2 separate regions of the Mus musculus genome follow, and region 2 is linked to region 1. A link is a contact called in public Hi-C data. All regions are on one chromosome and are shown on one strand. Each heading gives the region's core, a stretch centred on a gene start, on an enhancer-like site or on the middle of the called end of the contact. The rest is flanking DNA. Distances are from core to core; before and after follow the strand shown. Region 1 overlaps Anapc7 (anaphase promoting complex subunit 7). Region 2 overlaps Ift81 (intraflagellar transport 81).

The links. Hi-C and Micro-C count contacts between places; a contact is called where the count stands out from the background.
Region 2: a contact with region 1 is called in a Hi-C map of bone marrow-derived macrophages, with 30 read pairs. The contact joins two enhancer-like sites. A contact is called at or near these places in 3 of 484 Hi-C or Micro-C datasets (bone marrow-derived macrophages, colorectal tumor organoids and nephron progenitors) and 3 of 9 other capture datasets (adipose tissue, liver and pancreatic islet).

Annotation. Positions count from the first base shown.
Region 1 is chr5:122,438,427-122,444,544 of GRCm38.p6, reverse strand. It overlaps Anapc7 (anaphase promoting complex subunit 7), which reads right to left. Exons shown (of 11, transcript NM_019805.4): 8 at 5,030-5,226; 9 at 4,235-4,459; 10 at 3,105-3,255; 11 at 1-741. The coding sequence ends at 552. Among named protein-coding and RNA genes, the nearest start is that of Anapc7, 19 kb to the right of the region's middle. Within about 2 kb of position 4,749, at least 21 of the 459 cell types and tissues checked have an H3K27ac peak or open chromatin away from gene starts, as enhancers often do. A contact at or near this core is called in bone marrow-derived macrophages, where this site is marked.
Region 2 is chr5:122,567,183-122,572,763 of GRCm38.p6, reverse strand. It overlaps Ift81 (intraflagellar transport 81), which reads left to right. Exons shown (of 19, transcript NM_009879.4): 12 at 1-124; 13 at 3,725-3,853; 14 at 5,414-5,503. Among named protein-coding and RNA genes, the nearest start is that of Ift81, 45 kb to the left of the region's middle. Within about 2 kb of position 2,278, at least 5 of the 459 cell types and tissues checked have an H3K27ac peak or open chromatin away from gene starts, as enhancers often do. A contact at or near this core is called in bone marrow-derived macrophages, where this site is marked.

The sequences.
Region 1 (6,118 bases), core at 3,500-5,999:
CACATGGGAGAAGACAGTATATTTATATCAAACTGTCTAGGCCCACATGGCTGCCTCTGACAAGGCGATAAAAGGAAGAGTCTCAAAGGGTGTCATGTGCCACCACACTGAACAGTTTATTAGGTGAGCCTGTCCTGTGTGTGGCCATCATCTGCTCCTCAGATCTGCCCACTGGGGCCAAGTGCTGCTCTGCAGTCCGTGAAGCACGGTACCCGCATCCGGACCATCATGACTATAGGGAGTGTGGCAGGGAGGACCCTGACTCCCAGGAACCAGATTCCCTCTGGCAGGACCACCCAGGTGCATGTGCCCTTAAGAGGATGGCTCAGTTCTGTGTACCCGTCATAAAGAGAAAAAGGCATCGTCCACTGGGTACGTCAGAACCATCCATAATGGTGAGTCTGCAGCTTGGAACTCGCTCAGTCCTCAGCAAAGCAGACAGGTAGACACCAGTCCCGACTACTACTTGGAAACAGGCAGGGAGCCCTGCTGTGAGCACACTTCCGACAGCATCTGTCACTCTCGGAACACCAGGCGCTGCCACTGTGCCTTCACTGCATGCCGAACCACTGCTCCTGGTCTGCCCACTGGGCTGCCTCACTGTCGCTGCCCTCCAGGTCCCCTTCTTCCCCACTCCCCTCCATGTCGTCCACATCTTCCTCCTGAGTGGCATCCGTGGGACTCTCCTCCTTCTCCATCTTCTGCATCCCCTCGAGAGACTTCTGGTCATTGGGGTCCAAACTAAGGAACAACAAAACAGAGGAGAGGCTGAGCCTGCCCTGTTTCTTGGGACTGTCACTGCGCTGGTTCAGCAGTGAGATGACTAGGTCAGAGATGCTGCAAACTGTGGCGTCCATGGCTGGATCCAGGGAGTCCATCAGAGACGAAACGGGACATTGTTCTACGTTTTACAATTTTTAAATGAAGGGGCCGGAGAGGTGGCTCAGTGATTAAGAGCATTTGTTGCTGGGTTCAGTTCCCAGTACCCATATGGTGACTCATGACTGCCTGTGACTCCAGTTCCCAAGTATCTGATGCCCTCCTCTGGCCTCTCTGGGCACCAGGCACACACATGATTCACAGACATACATGCAGGCAAAACACTCATCTACATAAAATGTATTTTAATAAACAATTCATTTAAAAAATGGCAATTAAAGATTCTAACTTCACTAGCACTCTGCTGGAGGCAGTGGCCAGTCAGGAAAGAGTAGAGGGACTAACAGGAGGCCTGGTGCTCACAGCCAGGCACAGAACACAGCCCAGCACATGCAGGAGGGAACCAGGATCAGAACACCAAGGCCAGCCTCAGGTACATGATGAATACATGCAGCCTGCCTCAGGCAAGCTGTTCTTCCGGGTGTGACACTGTTTCACATTCTACCATGAACTGTGGGTAACTACAGCCATCAGTCCTGTACACAGGTACACAGGACAGATTCTAAGTCCTGAGGACAGAGCCAGGACCAAAGCATCCTCATTAGTAGCAACCCCACAAAGCCCAGCGTCCCAGAATCCTCACTGATTTGGCTCCTAAGAAATCTTTAAAAGGGAAAACAAGGTCCTGGAAAGGAATGCTCAGGCCTCGCCCACGCCGGGCAGGAGCTCCGCGCCACTGAAGCAACTTCAGGATCACAGCCTCTCCCTCTGCCCAGGCAGTCGGGTCAGCAAGCGTCCCTCAGGAAACTTGCTGCCTGGTTTCTCGTGCCAGGCCATGCTGCATCCTGTCCTATGCACAGACACAGTGGAGTCTGTGACATCTCTTCTTTACCCAAACCTTCCACAAAACTCTGCCTACACAGAGGCTTCCACCCTGTAGCCCGGCCCTGCAGACTGCTTGGAGGTTCTGAGTACTGAGTGCTCAAAAGCACTGCCTCAGCTATCTCCTGGACAAGAGAACGGACGCACGCGACACCTGATGAGGACAACTCCTTGCCTAAGACACACTCGCAAGTCTCAGAGAATCACTTCTAACTAAGCCACACCAATCCCTCTACTTATTACCTACTGCATACCAGGTCCAGCACCAAAAGCTTCCTACTGAATACGCTGGATCCTCGTCCAACCATTTATTTATCTTAAAAATTAAATTTATTGGGCTGGAGACATGGCTCAGCAGTTAAGAGTGCTGACTGCTCTCCCAGAGGTCCTGAGTTCAATTCCCAGCAACCACATGGTGGCTCACAACCATCTGTAATGGGATCTGACGCCCTCTTCTGGGGTGTCTGAAGATAGCTACAGTATATTCATATATGAAAAAATAAACAATTCTTTAAAAATTAACATTAAAACTTAACTGTATTGCTATTAGCGCATGTGCACGCACACACGTACGTTTGTCTGTGTAATGTGTAAGTCATGGCATGCATGCGAGGTCAGAGGGAAACCGTGGAGTCAGTTCTCTCCTGCAACCTTCACAGGGGCTCTGGGGATCCACTTGGGTCTCCAGGGTTATGTGGCAAGCACTATTACCTTCTCAATCTTTTTGGTTTTTGGTTTTTCGAGACAGAAATCTCTGTGTAGCCCTGGCTGTCCTGGAACTCACTCTGTAGACCAGGCTGGCCTCGAACTCAGAAACCTGCCTGCCTCTGCCTCTGCCTCTCAAGTGCTGGGATTAAAGGCGTGCACCACCACTGCCCGGCACATTCTGAATTTTGATACCCCTAATTAATGTCCAATGAAGAAGGTATAGACAAGGAAACTGGTTAGTATTTTGACCAAGATGACAGGTAAAAGCTGTATTCAAACTTCAGAATTTAAGTTTTTAATTACTATAGTAGACAGAAACACAGGAACATACTTAGCAATAGATTTTAAAAAGCAGACTGTAAAATCTCCACTAGACGTAACCCTCTGAAGCCATGGGGTGTGGGCAAGCACAGGAGAGCTGTACAGTCAGCCTGGGTGCTGCTCGGATGTGGGCTGGGGAAGAAGGATAACTCCGCTAATGTGCTTTAGGAAAATATGTCAGGAGTCATGAATTCACAAACACCTTCTCTCGTTACTATTCTCATCCTGCCTTCAACTGTGGGCACGCGTGTTTGCAGACCTGCCACACAGGCCCTGCCTCCTCTCTTTCCCTCCCGTGGAGGCCGAGCACCTACCTCAGTGCTATACTGTACTGGTCCATCGCTTCCTGGTACTCGTTCACAGCTACTAGGAAGTCCCCCAGGATCCGATGCAGGACACAGTCACTCTGGTTGGCCAGCGCATTTCTCAGCAGAGCAATTCCATCTTCATATTTCTGTTCCCTGCCTGGAGAAAGACAATCTTCACGCTCAGTAGTGCAGTCACACCCACTGTGACATGACAACTTTCTCAGAGATACCCTCAAAGGCGCTACAGGGCTTACAAGGGGCCTGTGCATGCGGTCTCTATTTCACTGGGAAATTGGCATGAGTACTGCATCTTTAAAAACCATGTGTTACATTAACTTATATGGAGGGGCAAGCATGCCACACACAGCACGTGGTGATGGTCAGAGGGCAATCTGTGGGAGCTGCCTGTCTTACCGTGTAGGTCTCAGGACTGACCTCGTCAGTCTTAGTGGCATCGTTACCCAAACCACTAAACCTGTTCCCTGAAACTTCAAAAAAATTTTTTCTTTTGCAGACAGGCTGACCGGGAACTCACTCTGTAGACAAGGTTGGCCTCAAATTCACAGATCTACCTGCCTCCCAAAGGCTGGGATTGAATGCGTGCACCACCATTGCCCAGCATATATATACTCTTAAACGTAACAAAAATAGAAAAGAAAAAAAAAGAATTCAATTTTATTCCCAAACCAGTGAAAGCACAGAGATTACCGTGGGTCAGAACAAACGCCCCCACCTCCTGTGATAGCCCATGCTGCCTCTGGACTCCGGATGCTAGCAAGAAGGCCAGTGGCCCTGCAGTAGAATCCCGAGCCAGAATACCCTCTTCATAGCATCATATAAACTTAGGAATGTGCCAGAAGCAAGAAGAACAAAACTCAGAGAATTCCCATGGCTCAGAACTAGTCAACTGACCGAAGGCTTCTGGACCAGACTAAACTAGTTCAAAAATAAAGTGAGATGAACACAACAACTACCAAGTGGTGTTAGCTGGTTTAAACCAACCCAAGCAGGTCTAAGCCACATCTGGCTGTGTAAAGCACTTTAGCAGGCTCAGAGCTGCTCGGTCATCTGTAAGCCTCAGGGAGAGGAGGATGCTGCGGGGGAAGGACAACAGAACATGCAAGTGTAGTACTCACTGAGCAGCTCTGCTTTCTTCACCACGGCCTTGACGTAGTCCGGCCTCTGCGCCAGGGCTTTATCTAACAGAGTTTTGGCTTTCTCCTGGGTCACTGGATCTTCCAGACACACGGTGGCTAACAGCGTAAGCGTCTGAGCGTTTGCACCCAGAGTTTTGTAAACATTGTTGGCCATCACCATTGCTTCTCGGATGCTGTTAGAAGCTAAGTAACACTCTATGAGACCTGAAACACAGAGAGCAGAGATGCCAGGCAGGATGGCTCACCAGCCCCTCCTGAGCTCTGCCCCAGGCTGCGCCCACTCCCGCAGCGCCTTCCTTCACTCTAGTGTTCTAAGGAGCTGTGAAGAATGACCCAGCAAGGCCCTCTAGCTATAAAAGCAGATTTTTCTTTTTCTTGACTTCAAATTTTTCTCTTCAACTTTGACCTCATCTTCCTGTTACGAGGCAGACTGCTGAGCTTATTGTTAATTCCTACGACGAGGTCTAGAGGGACAGGATCTTGGAAGAGCTATTTTAGTGTCAGTGACTCAGTCACCAAATGTCGCTAAACCTGGCACAGCTCTGCTGGGCTGCAGTGACATCCAGCCTCAAAAGAAATATTAACAATAAAAACTGTTTTAAAAAGCAGCTCAGCTGCCCAGGCTGGAGAAACTCAGAGTTCCGTGTCACAGCTGCTGCTTTCCCCAGCTGCCCTGCCTCTAACACAGCACAGCACCAGCAAACTCTGACCAACACCACTGCCATCTGGGCGCAGCTGTCAGGCCGACACCGCATCGGCAGGTCCCCGGCTTACCTTCGTAACAGTCCAAGCGACAAGGCGCAAGCCTGATGGCCTCCCGAAAGTGTATGATGGCTTCCTGGACCCTCCCCATGTTCCTAAGCGCCGCCCCCTTGAGTAACAGAGCCTGGACGCTGTTGCTGTTCAGCTGGATGGCCTTGGCACCTAAGTACAGGGCCCGAGAGTAGCGCTTGCTATAGAAGCTGTGGCATCTGGGGAAAAAAAAACCACAAGTTCTCTGAGAGAAGCCTCTGAAGAAGGCTTAACACCAGACTATAGAGAATTTCTGAATCCTAGCACTTGGGAAGCCGACAAACTGTCTTTAAAAACAAACTAGGGCTGGTGAGATGGCGCAACAGGTAAGAGCACCGACTGCTCTTCGAAGGTCCTGAGTTCAATTCCCAGCAACCACATAACCATCATAACCATTGGAACGAGATCTGACTCCCTCTTCTGGAGTGTCTGAAGACAGCTACAGTGTACTTATGTATAATAAATCTTTAAAAAACAAACAAAAAAGCTGTCCAAGGTGCTTGCAGGCAAGCCTAGTACTTCCTAAGACCTACACTGCTCTTGCTAATTGTTCTATGACTTCCAAATATGTGTGTCAGGTACTGTGGCTCTGTGCTGGTGCGCCTCATCCCTGCCCCCAGAGGCACTGGCATTGTCTCTGCTCCTGTGCCCAAGAAGTTACTGATGTTGGCCGGTATAGATGACTGCTACACTTCAGCCAGAGGCTGCACTGCCACCCTGGGCAACTTTGCCAAGGCCTCCTTTGATGCCACCTCTAAGACCTACAGTTACCTAACCCCCAACCTCTGGAAAGAGACTTGTGTTCACCAAGTCTCCTTATCAGGAATCCACTGATCATCTTGTGAAAACCCACAGCAGTCTCTCTTCAAAGGACCCAGGCTCCAGCTGTGGCTATCAATTAAGAGTTTTTATACAGCCGGGCAGTGATGCGCACACCTTTAATCCCAGCACTTGGGAGGCAGAGGCAGGTGGATCTCTGAGTTCAAGGCCAGCCTGGTCTACAGAGTGAGTTCCAGGACAGCCAGGGCTACACAGAGAAACCCTGTCTAGAAAAAAAAACAAAACAACAAC
Region 2 (5,581 bases), core at 1,029-3,528, 130 kb before region 1:
AAGCAAAAGCACAGTTTTCAAAAAGAAGCATCAGATAATAGCTGAATTTAAGGCTGAGTTTGGCCTCCTGCAGAGGACAGAAGAACTTCTGAAGCAGCGTCAGGAAACCATTCAGCATCAACTGGTAATACAGCCTCATGTATTACGTGGCTGCTAAAATACAGATATCAGGAGGCTTGCTTATGGCTCAGAGCTTTCTGCTGAGGTCACTGTTTTCACTGGAAAAATCATCCAATTATTAACTTTCTTTGATTAATTACAGAGATGTCATATAAGCTGATTCATTTATTTTTAAAATACAGCAGTAAGCACTGCCTTTTAAAAAATGTGTGTGCCTACTTTGGAGTTATTAATAGAAGTTGGAAGTCCAAGTGGGTGTTTCTTTTGGTTAGCTAGTTAATATGAGTAAAATTATCATTCCAAGCGAGTGACTATAAAACATTTATTTATCATGGCTTACACATGCGCTCTCTAAGAGCTTTGGAAAGAAATGCCCAGGGAAGGTGCTGTGTGGAGTTTGCCTGCAGGCTTGGCACGTGATAGCTGAAGCATTGCTGTTGAGCTGCTCTGAGCTCCAGATCCCTGCAGCTCTCTTGGGGTGACATTTTCCCTCCTTTTCCCCATGGGGGAAGCTATTTCATCAGGACGTTGCTGTGAACAGCAATCCTGGTTGAGGTCAAGGGCATTTCATATGTTGCAGTTCGACAATATGAACTTTTCAGTGTTGTGATAATGAACAGTCTGTTTGTAGAGATTTTAAGACTAAAATTTACTGTGAACCAAACATGGATCCTGACAACACTAGTTTGAAAACTGACAATAATACCTGCATTATTGTTTAGACGATTTTCTAATTTCCACTTGGATCCCTTAGCCTTGACTTAAAAATCAAACATTGGGGGCTTTTCAGTTTCCTCTTGTGCTGTGGACTTGTGATTCCATGTGGCTGCATGGGTTGTCAGTGTCTCTCCCCCCTCTTACTTGGACTCCCGTGACATCTGTATTAGTTCTAGCTGCCACTGCCCCTGTTCCTCTGTTATTGGTGTTACACTTGTTTGTTTAGTTTAGTGTTGTGCTCACGTGCATGTGTGGATGTCAGAGGATGACCTGTAGGAGTCTATCCTCTCCTTCCACCACATGGGCTCCAGGGATCAGACTCACGACATCAGGCTTTGCAGCAAGTGTCCTTCCCCTGAGCCACCTCATCGTCCTGTTTTTTTGTTTTTTTTAATTAATTATGTGTATCACTTTTTGTTTTTTTGTTTGTTTTCATTTCTCAGTATTGTTTCTTGCAGGGATTTACCTTGGGTTGCTTTATTGTCTTGTCCTTTGTACCTTCTTTTGTTCTTAGATTGATTTATTTTTATATGTATAAGCATATCCTGCATGAATGTGTGTGTGCCCCATGTGTCCGTGGTGCTCACGGAGGTCAGGAAAGGTAATCTTAGAATTAGAGTTAAATGGTTGTGAGCTGCCTTGTGGGTGCTGGACCAAACCTGCTTCCTCTGTAAGAGCAACAAATGCTCTTAACTGAGCCATCTTTCTAGGCCTGTTTTTCTGCTTCTAGTTCATTAATTAGTGTGTGTGTGTGTGTTGTTTATGTATGTATGCCAGTTTCATGTTTAAAACATTTATAAAGTTCTTAATCTCAGTTAATTTGTTTTTCCATCTTTGAGTTTCCTGTTTATTCTGTTTTATAGATCCTAGTTCGTGGTTTCAAAGTTCCTGTCTACTAAGTTTATACAGACACCCATTTCTCTTCTCTATTTTTTTTTCTTGTTTTTTTGGGGACTTGGTTCTGTTTCTTTATCCATAATATTTATTGGATGTCAGAAATTATGTGTAATTATAGACTTGTGGCCCTACCTATATTAATTACCTTCCAAAGGAAGATTTAACTTTTTTTCCTGAAGATTTCTTTAATCCAATTGATGGGGAATGTTAGAGCTGATATTCTTCTAATTTTTATTTACTCATAAGGACAGTCCTTATACCACAAGCAGAGACTTTATTCCTCGGAATTGGTTGTTACTATTGGGCCTAGGTCTGGCTGTTAGGTTATCCCTATAATCTCTAAGATGCAGCCCTCTGAGGCATTAGCTGGAAGCCGGGGCATTTACAGGCCACCTATATGTTGACAGGTGTTGAGTTCTACCTCTGTGTCATAGTACCATGGAAATGCTAAAATCTGTGTCTGTCTCTTAAGTGGTCACACCCAGTCCCGCTCAGTCCTAGTGTCTTCCTCCTCAGTGCCCAGCTGAGGGCTTGGATTGCTGCCCACAGATGAGGCAGCTTGCAGAACTGTATGCTACTTCTCCCTGATTCCTTCTTCTCTTTTTATGCTAGTCCTATTGGTAGCCCAGAAATCCAACCCTTTGGAATATTCTTCAATGATACTTTTTATTTTTCTTTGAGATAGGGTCTTACTGTGTAGGCTCGGCTGCCCTGAAACTCACTGTGTAGTCCTAGCTGGCTTTGAAGTCATGATCTCCTTCCTGCCTTAGTCTTCTGAGTGCTGGAATTACAGTCATGTGCCACTATGCCTGGCTTCCAATGAGGTTTTAAAACTTGCCATTGCACAGAAACTTCTCATTAGGTCACAAGTGCCTTCAATTTTAAGTATTTGTCTCCCTCTCTCTTCCCCTGGCCCTTCTCTCCCCTCCTCTGGTGTTTTGAGACAGGGTTTCTCTGTGTCGCCTGGGCCATCCTAGGACTTGCTCTGTAGACCAGGCTGGCCTCTGCCTTTGAGTGCTGGGATCAAAGGCATACACCACCATCCAGCTTGAGTTCTTTTCTTACTCAGCCTTTTAGCAGCATTTAAAGTAGCTGCCCATTCTCTCTTCCCTGAAACATTTTTAATAGCATTAGGAGCTGGCTCAGTCCGTGCTTGCCATGTAGTAAGGAGGGCCTGAGCTCAGTCCTTAACACCATAGCACAGAGAAGCACACCAGTATAAGCCTGGCCCCCGATGCAGAGACTCAGTGAGCTCCAGACACTGTCTCAAAAAACATGGGAGGGAGTGACTGCGAAGACACGGGGGTCTGCCTCTGCACACATGTGCAGCCTCAAACACGTGTGCACCCACACACACATTGTTCCACTTGTCTAGGATGTTGCACTTGTGTGTTTTCTTCCAGTCTAAGGTTGCTACTCCATTGCTGGGTCCCACTTCCATACGCCCAGCAGAGCTTTGCTCAGATGTCATATACTTTCTGCAGCAAATCTGTTCTCACCTTGAGTGTATTCTACTTACTTGTTTTTTTATTGTGTATTTTTCCTACTAGAAATAAGCTAGTTTTAGAAAGAACCCCCTCCTTTATTATGCTCACCCTGCGTACTAGTGGCTAGAACTGTGCTCAGAAAAGCTAGTGCATACGGGGCAGCAGATAAGTGGATGAGTTCACTATCACTTACGAGTGTGTGCATTCTTTACAGAGCTATTGGGTGCATCGTGTGTTTCATAGCCTACACTAAGTATGTGGCGTTATTTGAAGATCTGAAATTGGATGTACTTCCTCTGCATCTCCAGACAGTATGGCAACTTTGAGTACAGGTTTATAGTGTATAAAGACCTGTTTCTGGATGAGATAATAATTGAAGTAAATGCAGATGGTCCATTAGGATTCTGAATGACTTTATGTTATTCACAACTTTTCAACAGAAATAGGAAGTGTTTCTTATGGGAAGAAGATGCCAATACTCATGGCCTATTCATTTCTTATAGCGAACTATTGAAGAAAAGAAGGGTATATCTGGATACAGTTACACCCAAGAGGAGCTTGAGAGAGTGTCGGCCCTGAAGAGTGAGGTTGACGAGATGAAAGGCCGGACCCTGGATGACATGTCAGAGATGGTAATGGAGCCTCTCTACTGCTTGCTTGTTGACTTACTCTGTGTGTGTGTGTGTGTGTGTGTGTGTTTAATTTTCAGTTAAACATTCAAATATTCATCTCTATACAATGCTTACTTTCTATTCTTTTGTCATACATGCTTGTATGGTATCAGGGTTGACCTCTTGGGGCAGCAAGGGAAGGAACAAAGGACAGACACACAGACACATAAATAGAAAAGCGGGAATCAGGTGATCCAGGCTCTAAGAAGCTGCTGCTGCTGCATACCCACTTAGCTGTTTACTATGCACAGAGGAACAAGGAGGGGGCTTAGCTAGTCTTCTTAGGAGCAGTCTCTGTAGGGTATCAATCGTTAGGCGTAAACTCTATGGGGGAAGCTATGGTGGACATTTTCTACACATTGTCAATTTGCACACTCAGGCCAGAGGAAGGATTTGCCTAGAGAAGGCCTTACCTCACTCACCCTCAGGACTCAGGCTCCACTCACACCGACAGCAGCACACCGTTGCTTGAGACTTCACTCTCCCGAATTCTTGCATCTATGTGGTGTTTTTTTATCAAGGAGTTGTTCCATTGTAATGTTCAGCTTAAAACAGTGCTTATTTTGTATCTTGATGTAACATTAAAGAAATATCTATATTAAAAATAAGAACTAGAATTATTTCATCTTTGTGTATGTCTTTGATATTCTAGATTCGGGGCTGCTATCACCCAAATACACTGGGACATTTTCATCAAGCATGATATTAAAATCTTTTCTTATTTATTAGTAGATAGTAATCCCAGCACTTGGGAGGCAGAGGCAGGAGGATTTCTGAGTTCGAGGACAGCCAGGGCTATACAGAGAAACCCTGTCTCGAAAAACCAAAAAAAAAAAAAAAAAAAAAAAAAAAAAAAAAAGAAAAAAGATAGTTGCATCCCCAAACTCAAAGACTTTCCAGAATGTATCCTACAAACTTTCTGGATTTCGCCCAAATCTAGTTTCTAAAAATACTTAGTGTTTAGTATAGAGGAGGCCTCCAGGACCCCTCTTCTGTCAGGTTATTCACATTACATATATTGAAAATCACCCGTGCATATTTGTGTTCATTTATGTGACCTCCTGAGTTGCACATGTCTCATAGACAATAACATTATAATGGCACACAGGTAATTTGTAGTTGCTTTGTGCTTCAGTGTTAGATTGCAGACATCTTCTCAGCATGGTGTGCGGTCATGATAACTGGCATTTAGAACCAATAAGTGGCCCTGCACTTTGCTACGGAGTTCACATCTATTAACCAGACCTCGGGCACACATCTATAATCCTAGCACTGGGGAAGCAGAGACAGGCAAATCTCTGTGAGTTTGAGGACAGCCAGAGCTACATAGTGAGACCCTATATCCCCCAAAAAATAAGAAAAAAAGAAACTAACATCTATTCAATCTCTTTCCTACTATTTGGCACTAAAGTAATTAAAAGTTTTATTTCTTTAAGTCTTTACTTGACTGCAGTAGTATTTTTATGTATGCAGCACTTTTTTTCATTTTTTAAATGACATGTCTTTTGCTTTAAATGACAGGTGAAAAAACTGAATTCCTTGGTATCAGAAAAGAAGTCAGCTTTAGCCCCAGTTATAAAAGAACTACGGCAGTTGCGTCAGAAATGTCAAGTAAGTTTGATGTTTTTGCTGTCTTGCTTAGGTGGACTCTTAGGTATTTTTTAAGGGAGATAATGGAAAGGAAACTAG